2 separate regions of the Cricetulus griseus genome follow, and region 2 is linked to region 1. The links are chromatin contacts, called in public Hi-C maps. All regions are on one chromosome and are shown on one strand. Each heading gives the region's core, a stretch centred on a gene start, on an enhancer-like site or on the middle of the called end of the contact. The rest is flanking DNA. Distances are from core to core; before and after follow the strand shown. Region 1 holds the start of Myo5b (unconventional myosin-Vb). Region 2 has its middle 110 kb from the start of Myo5b.

The links. A called contact is a pair of places that touch in the nucleus more often than the background predicts.
Region 2: a Hi-C map of the CHK-Q cell line shows a contact between it and region 1, with 6 times the contacts expected there. The contact joins the enhancer-like site here to the promoter of Myo5b in region 1. A contact is called at or near these places in 2 of 8 Hi-C or Micro-C datasets (the CHK-Q cell line and the CHO-K1 cell line).

The regions. Positions count from the first base shown.
Region 1 is chr2:165,303,854-165,310,429 of CriGri-PICRH-1.0, forward strand. It overlaps Myo5b (unconventional myosin-Vb), which reads right to left and starts at 4,550. Exons shown (of 40, transcript XM_035438715.1): 1 at 4,541-4,550; 2 at 2,985-3,118. The coding sequence starts at 4,550.
Region 2 is chr2:165,419,074-165,425,231 of CriGri-PICRH-1.0, forward strand. No RefSeq gene overlaps it. Among named protein-coding and RNA genes, the nearest start is that of Myo5b, 110 kb to the left of the region's middle. Within about 2 kb of position 1,973, at least 1 of the 6 cell types and tissues checked has open chromatin away from gene starts, as enhancers often do.

The DNA.
Region 1 (6,576 bases), core at 3,300-5,799:
ATGACTTCAGAGGGCTTCCCCAAGTATTTGCAACCCTATTACACAATATATGAAGAATGATTTCCCGCATTGATCTTCAGTTGTGTTCCTACAGAGGAGAGGCTACAATGTGCCTAAAGAAAACATGCCACTTCCTTGAATTGGTAGTGGGGTGGAGGTTCGCCAGGCCTGCAAACAGCTCTATTCTTTGGATAGTTACTTAAATATTCAAAATAATAAAAGTGCTAGGTAGATTTTTAAAGCACTCTCAGTAACTGAACATCTGGGTAATGGTATAACATCCTTTCACCACATGCTGGGTAACAATATAACATCCTTCCACCTCAGCCCACTTGGTTCAGCTTAGACAAATCACAGTGCAGGGAGAGCAGGTCACTCTCCGCCAGTCTCATAGCTCCATTGCAACCTCCCACTCACAAACATGTACACAGGAAGTCTCACTAAGGCTGCTAGACACACCCACAGACTTAGCTGGAACTCAGCAAAGTGAAAGCACAGAAACAGGGAATTTTCAGCCAGTAGAGGGCAGGAGTGGAGCAGTTTGCAAGGGAGGCGGGGAACAGGAAACAGCATTGGACCTGCACTGAGCTCTGTTCTGGTCAAAGCATAGATAGGCTGCGCTCATCAACCCAAGGCTGGCATCTGACAAATGCCCAGCACCACCTAAAAGCAGAAAACCAGGCCAAGTATTAGCACACAAGCATGTTATACTTATCCTCACTCTAGAGAGAAAGAAAAGACAGATGACACTATTCTCCAGAGAAGTCACCATCTTCTGGCTGTCTGCCAAACAGAACATCTTAGATTATGAAAAGTGACCTAAGACAGAGGAAAAAGCACCCACACCACATGATGGTACTTGTATGAAGTACCTAGTGCAGCCAGAGTCAAAGACAGAAGGTGGCATATATATAAGCAAGGGCAAGAAGGAAGTCGTTCCCTTCTCTCTTCCTCCTGGTCTCTACTCTGGAGTCACCATGTGATCCGCCGGCAAGTGAGGGCATCAGCGGATGGCGTCCTCTATAAGATAAGTCTTATAAAATATATAGATTTATGAAAATTAAGACTGAGCTAGCAGATGAGAAATCCTAGTCATTGGCCAAGCAGCATTTGTACCTAATATAAGTCTCTCTGTGTTACTTGGGACCTTAATATGGCGGCGGGGGGAACTTGGGTGGCCTGGCAGAAAGCACACACATGGCAGCAGGACTCAGACTGCTTGTTACAGTGGCACAGTGGCAGGCTGTAAAAAAAGATACGAGAGGTGTTTGATGGGGGTAGTTGCAGTTTTGCCATATGTTAAAAGAGCATGGTAACCATTTGCAGTAGTGCAAATGGCACTGAATTGTTCACTTAGAAATGGACCGCCTGGTTACATTTATATTCTACAGTTTACTAGAAGAAATAACCGAACAAAAGTGGGAGGGGCATCTAAGATGAATGGTGAGAGGCCTGAATACCTCATCAGAGGCGGCTGTTGGCAGTGAAGTAGGCATTCCTGCTATCAGCCTGGGGTTGGATTTCCTAGCAAAAAATCTGGCCTACCCTCTTTGCATTTGCTTCTGCACTAAAACCAACAGCATTTTACTTTGGGGGCTGGGAGGTCAGGATGGTAGTACAGGATGGCTTCAGCTTCAGAAGAACTGCTCTTCAAGCACTCAGCCTCCAGCCATGCAGTGCCTGTGTCCCTACCTCCAGTGGACAGTGCCCAGTCACTTTTGGGGCCAGCTTTATGCCAGCCGTAAGCCACAGGCAATAGAGAGAGAGACTTGTATGCTCAGAGCCTATGCTGATCTCCAGCCCGGGGCTTTCTTCCAGTTCCACCGTGACCAGTCTCATAGCCGGATAGGAAAAGATGGGCCATGGGCAGCTTCCAAGATTTGTCGTTCAGGGCCAAAGCTGTGTGCAGTCAAGGACACAAGTATCTGCTGTTTTAGCAACATGACAGATCAGCCCTTGCTTCCTCCATACAGCTTTTAACAACACCCACCCACATGAAAAGACCAACTGAAATGAAATCTGTTGGAGTAGAATCCACTCTATTCAAGCGGGTGGACTAAATTCATTTTGTTTCAGGGGCAGGGTGGGAAGTTATTCAAAATGGTAAACAAGATTCCATCTGCTGACAGTTTTGTTTCTTCCCTCAAAGCCAAGATATGACTAGCAAAGCCTGTCAGCTAGAGGGAGAAGGACATGCTAACCAACCTGAATTCACCTGCCCCAGTGCCATACTCAAAGTGACACACTCGAATTCATACAGCACGGGTTGGTGGTTGGAGAATGTTCAATCAACAGGTTGCTCAACCAAGCATTTGGAGTGGGAAACAGAACAAAATACTTCGAAGAATGAACAACACCAAGACAGTTAATAATTCACAGGCAAAGGACACAATATAGACATTCCAGGCCCTGGATTTCAACACAAACCTTTCATTCACTCTATCCTGCTCTGCAGCCCATCCATTTAGCCATCTGTCTGTCTTAAAGCCAGTTCTTCATGTCATCCCACCACTTTGTTTAAAACCAGGCTCCCTGTGTGTACCCTTTGTAAAATGGCTGTCTGTCACCTCAGCCTCAGGCCTCCTGGGTCCCAGGATCACTGGTCTGCCTTCCTTCCCTTGTGCACATGCAACACTGGGGTCTCGGGCACTGGGCACACGTAGATCCTGCATTAACATTACCCACTGTTGGCCAAAGGTACCCTGAGCCCAGGCTCCCACCACCTGTTCTGTTCCCAGGGATTGTTCCCTCTTGCTGATGCCTCAACACAGCAGACTTGTTCTCTTCACTCCAACATAAAGACTCTTGTCTCAGCTACCAGTCAAACTCCACTTGCTAACATGAGTGGGCAGACTCATGGTTTGTCACTTTTCACATACACTATCATTAACAATGACAGAAGAATTTGGAATTCAGAAACACCAACGGGCAGGCAAATCTAAGTCCATATATTTTGGGCGCCCACCCTAAGGACCAGCACTTACTGTGTCATCTTCCAGTCTGAGCTGCAGGCTTTTATCCCCCTCTTTGTAGTCCTTGGTTAATTCAGCTGAGCGCCACACTTCATCTGGGTCAGGGATCCAGACCCTTGTGTACTGAAAGATGAGAAGAAAAGAGACTTAGACACAAAGCAAAGCATCCAAAGCATGTGTCAGCATCTATAAAGGAGTTGTCAGGAAAATATTCTACAGCAACATCCATATACCATGAGTCCCACTAAAGACACAAGATGATTCAATATTATAAATAATAAATAGTTCATAGGACTAGTTTACAACAGCACCCTCTCAGTCTTAAGAAAACGTGATAGTCACATTAAAATTCTTTCAGGAGACAGCTCAACACAGGCTTACCACCCTTTTAAAAGGAGACACAAAACAGAAGGATGGAGCATGTTATAATTAGTAAAATAATACTGGTCAAACACAGGGAAGCACAGCAAGACTTCACAGTCTACATTCAGTGGAAGTGGCCAACAAGTCAAAGGCACCCACTGTTAATGGTATAAATCCAAAATATCTCCTCATGCTCTAAATGATTTTGGACCCTGGACCTGCTAATCCAGGAGGCCCTGACCCTTTAGGATGTTTGGCCTAGCTGAAATCATGACACTAGTGGACTTGTGGGGGGGGGTTGTGATGGTTATACCTGCCTTCATCCCTTGCTCTGATCCAGCCACTGTCTTCTGACTCTGTGGCCCACCATGATGTAAACATCCTCAACCACACATTTTCACTGACTACTATGATCACCTTTTCACTGACTATCATCACCTTTTTATTGACTACTATCATCAAAAAAGTTAGCCTTTGAGACCATAGTAAATCTGTCTGATTAGCTTCCTTTCTGGCTTCACAGTCATTTCTTTCAAGTGAGTCTCATTTCATGATTGCAAGATCTTCTAGACACATTACTTTGAATCCTTAGGATTCAGCACATCTAGCAGGTGTGCTCAGTGATTAAAAATGGAATGCATCTTATAGGGGAGCCTGGTTTTACCTAAAATATATTGCCCTGAGCACCACATAATCCAGTACAGACATGGAAATCAACTGCCCAAACTTCAGGAACCTACCTAGTAGGGCAGGTGATACTCATCAAAATATAGTTGAAGGAGTGATGGGACAACTCCTAAGTGTGTGTGTGTGTGTGTTGGGGGTCAGGGTGGATAATGGCTACTCAGTCCATGCAGAAGAGACAAGGAGGGCAGGGAAGATATATCTGGCTGAGAAAGAAGAACCAGGCAGCTTCGTTCTAATGTGGCTTTAGGAAGGCATTGCAGATTCAGATCTTACTGGACAAACCTCAGACCAAAATCCAGTAAACACTTGGCGAGTAGCCTGTGCCAGTCCGTGCCACATGCTATCATAAATCTTCCCAGTCTCCCTCCAATAACAACCTGTGTGACATTTCTCCTCTGTTCTGAATGCAGGGTGGCTGCATCTACAGGCTGGCTTCCCCGTGCCTCTGGCCTCTTACATTTATCCTCTATGGGTTCTCCACTTGAAGCTCCTACAAATTACTCAACAGGGACACTCACCCAACATCATACTTAGCACACACAATGGGCAATTTACAGCACGTTCAAGGGTGATTTAATGATACACCAACTTTGCATTCTAGCTTTGCAAACACTGCCACCCTCACTTGCCCACATGACTTAAGGTAAGGCATGGTCTCTGAAATATGCACAAAGTATCACCAGCACAAAATAAACAATAAGAAAGCAGACCCACAGACTGGAAAGGGAGAGACGCCACAGTAACTAGCAAGGGACTTGAGAAGGGGAGGGTAGCCAGGTGTGATGGGGCTGTGGAGAGGAAAGGGATTTGAAGGAGACATCTCCAGGAGTGACGCAAATGCTATACAGCCAGACAGAGTGCATGCATGAAATATTTGCTCTCAGTTAAAACGATGTGAGTATAAAGCCTGGAGCAAGTGCAGCAACCACGAAAGTGCAGGAGGAGAGCAACAGAGGGGAGTAGCAGGGTACAGTTGACCTGAAGAGGGAAAGGGGCAAAATGGAAAGATAAATACAGTAATAATGTATGAAAAAGTTATAAAGAAGCATACTGTTATCTCCCTGCCTAAAATTATATATCATAATTTAGGCAGAGAGATTATATATATATGTATATATATATATACATATATATATATATATTCTGTGTACACATACACATATACAATTGAAATGCAATCTTCTCATGTGGACTGACAACACTTCCTCCAAGGGCCATAGACTAACAAAAACTCCCAAGCATGAGACTCCCCTTTTGAGTTGTTGGTCAGGGTTGTCCAAGAGATTCCCCTTTCCTGCCCCCAGAGATGGAAAGTAAGTCCTTATTGCTGAAGACATCATGCCCTTCAGATGCAAGACCCAGAGGACTGGAGCTAGGATTGACTTAAAGCCACCTCCTGGAGGACTACCTTTCATGGTACCAGAAAGAGCCATGCAATCTTCCAAAGGAAAAGAGAAGTGGTCTTCCCGAGAGAAGAGCCCCAAACTGCTTATCTAATACCAAGTGGTCAGCCCAGAGATTATATACATACAGGTAACATTATAGGTGGAGCAGATTGTATTTGTGTATTAAGGAATATGTGTGTGTATACACACATATATATTCATATATATAGTCCAATAACTAAAGAGACCATGAATTTGAGAGAGAGCTGGGGTGGGGGCATGGGATGAGTTAGAGGGAGAAAAGGGAAGGGGAAAATGACATAATTGTAATTTAAAAAAATTATAAAAACCAAACAGCAACCCTCCCCTAAAGTCCACCACATTGTTGTACTAGAGAGGGTCCAAAACCATGGAGTATGCAAACCTTCTCTTGTCATGCGTTCTTACTACTAACCTGTAGGAAAACTGTAACAATACATATTTTCAAGAAACTTGTCTTCTTTTATGTGTGTGTATGTGTATTTGCCTGAGTTTATGTGTATCAGATGTCTGCAGATTCCTACACAGGACCAGAGAGAACATGGGATCCTCTGGAACCAGAGTCAAGTGGTGTGTGTGAGCCATCATGTAGGTGCTGGGGACCAAATTTCAGTCCTGGACAAAAGCAGTAAATCCACTTAAAACAGTTCTGAATTGAGTGTGTGTGGGAGGACCTGGAGGACTGAACCTAGTACCTGGCATATGTTAGACAGTGCTTTACCATTGAGTTACTTCCAGCCTTTTATTTTTCACACCTTTGAGAGTTTCTCTCAGATCTAAGCTCTAGCAGCTTCACTGAATGTAAGACAGCAGACTGTCTGAGGACAAGTTCACTCAGTATCCTAATTACAGAGTTACAGAATCTGTCACTACTGTATTTTAGCCACGCTTAGCTCCTTTATGAAGAGCAAATGAAGTATTATTATTATAACCAAGTAAGAGGTAATCTGGGAAGGAGCCCATATATTAACTAGGGATGACTACATCAAATGTTAAAGATTAGCACGGAGCTGTTCTCAAGGCCTTTGCTCCCTGCCTCTGTCTCCAGTGGCATCGAAACATGCAGCTGGAGAGTGGCTGCCTATGACAACCGTGCTCTGAGCTCTGGCTGCACATTACAGTCACTCAGG
Region 2 (6,158 bases), core at 723-3,222, 110 kb after region 1:
ACTGGTTTCCAGCCTCCAGACCAGGTTCTGTTGAGCCCCTCAGCGCCAGAGCTGCAAGCTGGAATTCCGAAGGCTCCTCCCCTAACTCCCACGGGTAAAAGGTGGAGTGCATTTCCCAAGCCCGTATTGCTAAAGAGTTCCAGCTTCGCTCGCACCTTCTCCACCCGTCTCAAAGAGACTGGTACCTAAGGTGCTTTGGAGTTCCTGGTGACTCCCAAGGCAATCCAGGACTGGCCCCCAAGGAGGCGACACCCTCCTTCATAACCACTGGATCAGCTAAAGCCCTTGCTGACCCGGACCGGGTCCGGAGAAAGAAGAGGTTTTAATTTTTCCAAAGTAAGGTGGGTCGTGAGCCCATAGAGCTGAAGTGCTCCCCCATGCGCTGGACACTAGCTAGCAATCGCCAGGTGAGGATGCGGAAGTTCCTCTTCCTACCCCGCCCAGACCTGTCCACAAGGCCGGTGTAACAGGAATTGCAAACTCACCCACAGGACTTTCGTACACACAGCGAGCTTGCATACACATACTGCTCTGCGCAGAGGCGTGCAGGCAGGCAAGACTGTCAAACTGCCACCAGAAAAGACGCACAAAAAAATGCCAGACATCGGGATATATAAAACATTTTTTCAGGAAGAAAGGGGTGAGTGACTAAAGGCTCTGGCTTGTTCACCTCTGCCGCGGGATCAGGCAGAAACCAGAGGGGCTACAGCTGCAGATCCAACACCTGGGAAGCCGCTGGCCACTTTAACTACATCATCCGCCGCGCTAAACCCGAAGGAGACCTCCTACAGCTCTTGTTCCTAATCCTGACCTGAAAGATAACTCCATCGCTGGTCAATAATTACTCCAACCCTCCTCCAAATACCTGATAACCCCAAAAGAGCTGCCTCAAAATGCTCATTGTGGGCAAATTAAGTATGGGCTTCCTGGGGCTGAAGAGATGGCTCCTCAGTTAAGAGCACTTTCTGCATTCTGCTTTGCAGCTTTTTCAGAGGACCCTGGTTCGGGTCCCAGCACCCACTCCAGTTCCAGGGGGCTCTGACGCCCTCTTCTGGCCTTCTCAATTCACATACAGACAAGCAGGCGCATATATATATATATATATATATATATATATATATTATATATATAATCTAAACACCATTTTTAAAAGAATGCATTTCTCTGGGGCCACTAGAAATCCCTCCACCACTTCTCTACCGCCCCTCACCCCACCCACTCCCAAGTTCAGGATCCCTCTGGTCGCCACGCGCGAGAGGGAAGTAAGGCCAACTGAGGGGCGCTCGGCACTGCAGGGAGCAGGGTCCATGAAAGAGGACGCGGGGCCTCAAGCCAGATGCCTCGGTGGAAACTGGTGTCCTACCCTGGCTCCCAGTGGGCTGAGACGGTCCTGTGGCTCCAAACTCTCAGCGGGAGACCAAGACCTAGAGAGGACGAAAAGGGAAGGGCGAAGAGGAAGGTGGCGACCGCCCCCTGCATGGGACGGAACTGCGCCGCTGTCAGGAGGACTCTGCGGGGCAGCCAGTCGGTGTGGCGCCCAAACTTTCTCCGCCACCCAAGTTGGGGGTGCCGGGGACCGAGGCCACAGAGACTCTGGCAGGGGCGTCCGAGAACCGTGGGGAAGGTGGCCCCGAGCGTGTCGCGCCGCACCTGTGTCCCGGGGCCGCACCGGGCCCGTACTCACCCGGGTGTAGAGCTCGCTGTACGACATGTCCCCGTGGGTCGAGCCGGAGGTCCGGGCGCCTCGCGGGACGCTGGGTCCGGGCTGCCTCTGAGGCCCGGCTCCTCGCTCGCCCGCGCGCTCTCGGTGCACCAGCGGTCTCCGGTGCAATCTCCCCGGACAGGTCCCAGGTCCTCCTCAGCGCCCCCTTCTCGGGTGGACGGACCAGCTGGCGCCGACGTCCGCTCGCTCCCGCCCGCACGACCTTTACTCCCTGGGCGGCGGCAGCGCTGGTGCCGCGGCCAGGAGTGGCGGGAGGGCGGGGAGAAGGCGCGCCGAGCTCCCGGCTCAGGTATGGATTGGAGGCGCGGACACGCGACCAGGGAGGGAGGGAGGGAGGGAGAGACGGGGAACCCGCGCCTCACTGCGGGCGGCCGCCGCAGCCTTTAAGCCCTCCGCGCCCCCGTCGCCACCGGGTCCTGGGGCAGGGGGCGGGGCCGGCGAGGAGCAGAGCCCCGGGAGTGGCACCCGCCGCCCCCTGCTGGTCGCCGGGCGAACGCCGCACAGGTGCGGGCGGGGTGTCGCACCTGCCGCTCGGAGCTGATCCTAACCACCTGGGCAGAGGATGGGCGAAAGTGCAATGGAGACGAGAAAAGAGGGAAGAAAAGTAACTGGAAAGTTAAAAGGAGAGAGGTAACTGTCTGCAGCTGGAAGGCCTTTACTTTTTCTCTCGATTTTATGTTTGTACTGAACGTTTTCATTATTAAAACCGAATTATGCCACAGTTCTTTGCTAAGGTGATTTTGATGCAGACTAAAGACTATCCTCATCAAAATGAACTCTCTGCGCAGAAACCCTGAATCAGTAAAGCGGTGTTCTCCTGCGGGAACTTTGTTTCACCCCGAGACTCCTGCTAGACTCCAAGCTTCTCCTCTCAGAAGACAAAATCTCAAGTTCCCTTGGCTCCTCTCTCCCGTAGTCTAGGCCCCTCTGTCCTTCCTAGTCATTTGTTTCCTCTGCCCCTGCTTTTGGCTGTCCACAGCAGTTTCATACTTCTTTTTCCAACTTCTAAAGAACACAAAGGGAAAAGAATTGGCAGAAGTGGGGTGAGAGAGCAGAGGTCCAGGACACTGCCTTGAGCTTTGAACCATAGCAACTGACCTTGAGTGTGGCTTTCAGCCAGAAGATACACATACACCAGCTGCGGCCATTGTTCTGGAGCCCTCTCCCCAGAAGGTGGCACCCAGATGAATTCTACAGCCCGAATGAAACATCTGCATTACTGCAGGCATCCCATGAAACTCACCCAGGGTGGGGGACCCCACCCCCACCTCCGTCCAGAATTCCGTTTTGTTAGTGAGACATGGGACCTGAATTTTTAAGTTCTCTGAAATTCCAAAAAAAAAAAAAAAAATGCTTCTTTCAGGGCTGACAGATGAAGTGACCAAAGCTCGGGCAGCTGACATTGGCTCTGAGATGGAACTATACATCAGCATCAAGAACAGACGAAAATGCCTCAGATATCCTTCTCTCATGAAGTCTTCCTACAGGACTTAGAGTTGCTCAGCAGTAGTGCAGTAACCTAGCATTTGTAAAGTCGTGGGGTGGATTTCAGGTACCAAAACACTACACTGTAAAACTCCCCCTATAGTCCTTCTCCTTGGGTTGTAGTACTTTTTAAGGTTGGCCATCACCACTGAAGCAGCCATCAGCATATTCCTGAGAACTTCCACATCAGCGGGGAAAATGCTTACTTAGCCAGCCCAGGGCTTCACTGCAGACCCGTGGAACCAGAAACACTGACAGAACACTGAGGCCAGAACTCTTTCTTACCACCTTCTAAGAAAGGTTCCTCACCCCCATCCCAACTCTAACTCCAGCACTTCCCAGTCAGCAGTCCTCACTCTTGACCAGCAACTCTAGCTCTACTGACTCCTGGCTTTTCATTCTTCTCTTTTGATGCTAGGCTCCACTTACCTGAATATCTCCTCCTCCTTGCATAGAGGTCCTCCATAACTCATTTTCCATGTATCACACTCATTTTCAAATAGAAAATTAAATTCTTATTTAATTCACCTGTGGTGTTGCCTTGAAGTTTTGGGGTTTTGTTGTTTGGATTTTTAAGTTTGTTTTGTTTGGAACTGGGTTTTGTTTCATTAAGTCGGGGTCTTCCTGTGTAGTCACAGCCTCAAATTCAAGGCCTTCTTGGTCCAACTTTCAAAGTACTGGGAAGGTTATTAGCCCCTACCCTGCTATTTCAGATCAGAAAGAGTTTGGGGAGCTCGGCCGGCGTTGCGGGGCTCGGGGGGTACTTCTAAGGGTAGCCAAGGCTAAGAAGCAGTGCTTTAGACTGGGGAATGTAGCTCAGAGACATAGTGTTTGCTTGCCTAGCATGTACAGCAGCAGTTCTCAACCTTCCTAATGTTGTGACCCGTATTTTATGGTGACACCCCACCAAAAATTATTTCATTGCTACTCCATAACTATAATCTGCTAGTGTTATGAATTGTAATGCAAATATCTAATATGCAGGATATCTGATATGGGACTTTGGGACTTTCCAAGTGGGTTGTGACCCACAATTGAGAACCACTGGTATACAGGGTTTGATCCCAGGATCACACACACACACACACACACACACACACACACACACACACACACACACACAGGGAGGGGGAGGGGAGGGAGAGGTAGAAGGGACTCTCTTAATCCGGGTTCCACTCAGCCCATTTTATGAAAATGTCTTCTCCCTGTACAGCACAGGATGGTGTTTTATCTAGGTGCCACATTACTTATTGTCTCTCCCCTTTGCATCTCTTGCTTTCCCAGCCTCTCCAATCGCATCTTCTGAGCATCCTTTTCTAGCCCTGCTTCTTCCTCCCAGTTCCTGAAAGAAAACTATGCCCCACTTCCTATAACACGTTTCTTCTTCTCTATGCCCCCTATTTCATCTCTATGATGCTCAAATCTGCTTATTAGCCCCACTCTAGAACATTTCCAGTGCCCAGATGGGCAATCCTATACATCCCACTGGGATCTAGGACCAACCTGAAACCCATTCCTTCTCACCATACTCCCCTCCATTCCAATTGTCTTCCATCAGACCTGGCACAAATTAAAAGCTCAATTCATGTTGGCTGAACCGAATCACATTCCTGGGGCGGGGAAGCATGCTGGCCCAGACCGGAGCTTTGTGAGTGTTTAATACTACAGTCAGATATGGCCATTACCTCCTTGGAATGAGACTAATAACATTTTAAAACTAACTTCATTCTAGGAAACATGCTGAACACTCTATACCTGCGTCTTGTTGAATCCTCGGTGAAGGATATTGGGAACAATAATCGTATTTCCCAGGTGACCAGAAGCAAGGCTCACAGAATAGACGAGAAACATCGCACAACAGAGACCTAGTATTTGATTGTTTCCTAGAACCTAGGTGAAAAACTGGGTCTTGAACCTCATAGAGAATATCAGGATTAAGGGACCATCCAGAGGTGCATGTTCAACTGATTAAAGGAATGGGCAGTTAGTATGGATGTTTAATAAGTATCCTGGGTTGAATGAAACACCTGGATGTGGAACTGTGACTCTGTGTTCCGTGGCTTCTCAAAGCAGAGATGCTATCTGTTAAGAATGCCTTGGTCCCTCTCCTGGCAGGTGCACACTTATGAATAAGAAACAGCTTTGGGCTCACAAGAGCATTCATTTGCACCTCTCCAGGTATGTTCTCCCTACTGTGCCCTGTGCTGTGAGTGGTGCATATATGTCCCCTGCTTGAAGGGTCTGTAAATGGGACCAAACCTGTGTTGTCATTGCGCACACTGGGTTCATTGGCATGCGTGCTGTGTGGGTCCAAAAGGAAGTGCTGCTGCTCCTTAGTTGGTAGAAAAGAAAGGGTGAAGAAAGGAATTCCCAAGAGGGGCAGGGAGCGGGGGAGAGGGGTGGCAAACACAAACAAAGAAAGGAAAGGGGTCATGGAGTCCAGCTATGAAGAAACCTTACTGACCATGACTTAAGTGAAATAATTATAAACTATAAATAATTGCTCAGTGATAGTTAAACTCATTTTCTTATATTCTCTCCCCACTCGCACAGATTCATATCTCCTCCTTTCCTCTACACACACATTTGTGGAAAAGTACAAAAGCATACCAGAACTTCCTGTCCCTGTCCTAGCTGCAGCTAAGGGACAGGCTAGCAGACACTGGTGACAGAAGCAGAAGGAGTGCTGAGAGGGGCCCAGGTGCCAGATCTTTGCCGATAAGCTCTGCCTAGCTTCTCTCTCCTCCATGTGTTCTCCCACTCAGTGGATGTTGGAAACACTGGCTTATACCTACACAGTATGGTTCCCACATGTCCTCCTCATATTTTTGTCTATTAACATGTGCCCTGAAAAATGAGGAGGTGAGTCTCTTAGGCATTTGAAAGTTGTGATCTGTATTAATCAGGATTGGCTGGGGGTTGCTGCAGTAACAAACTAAGCCCCAAGTCT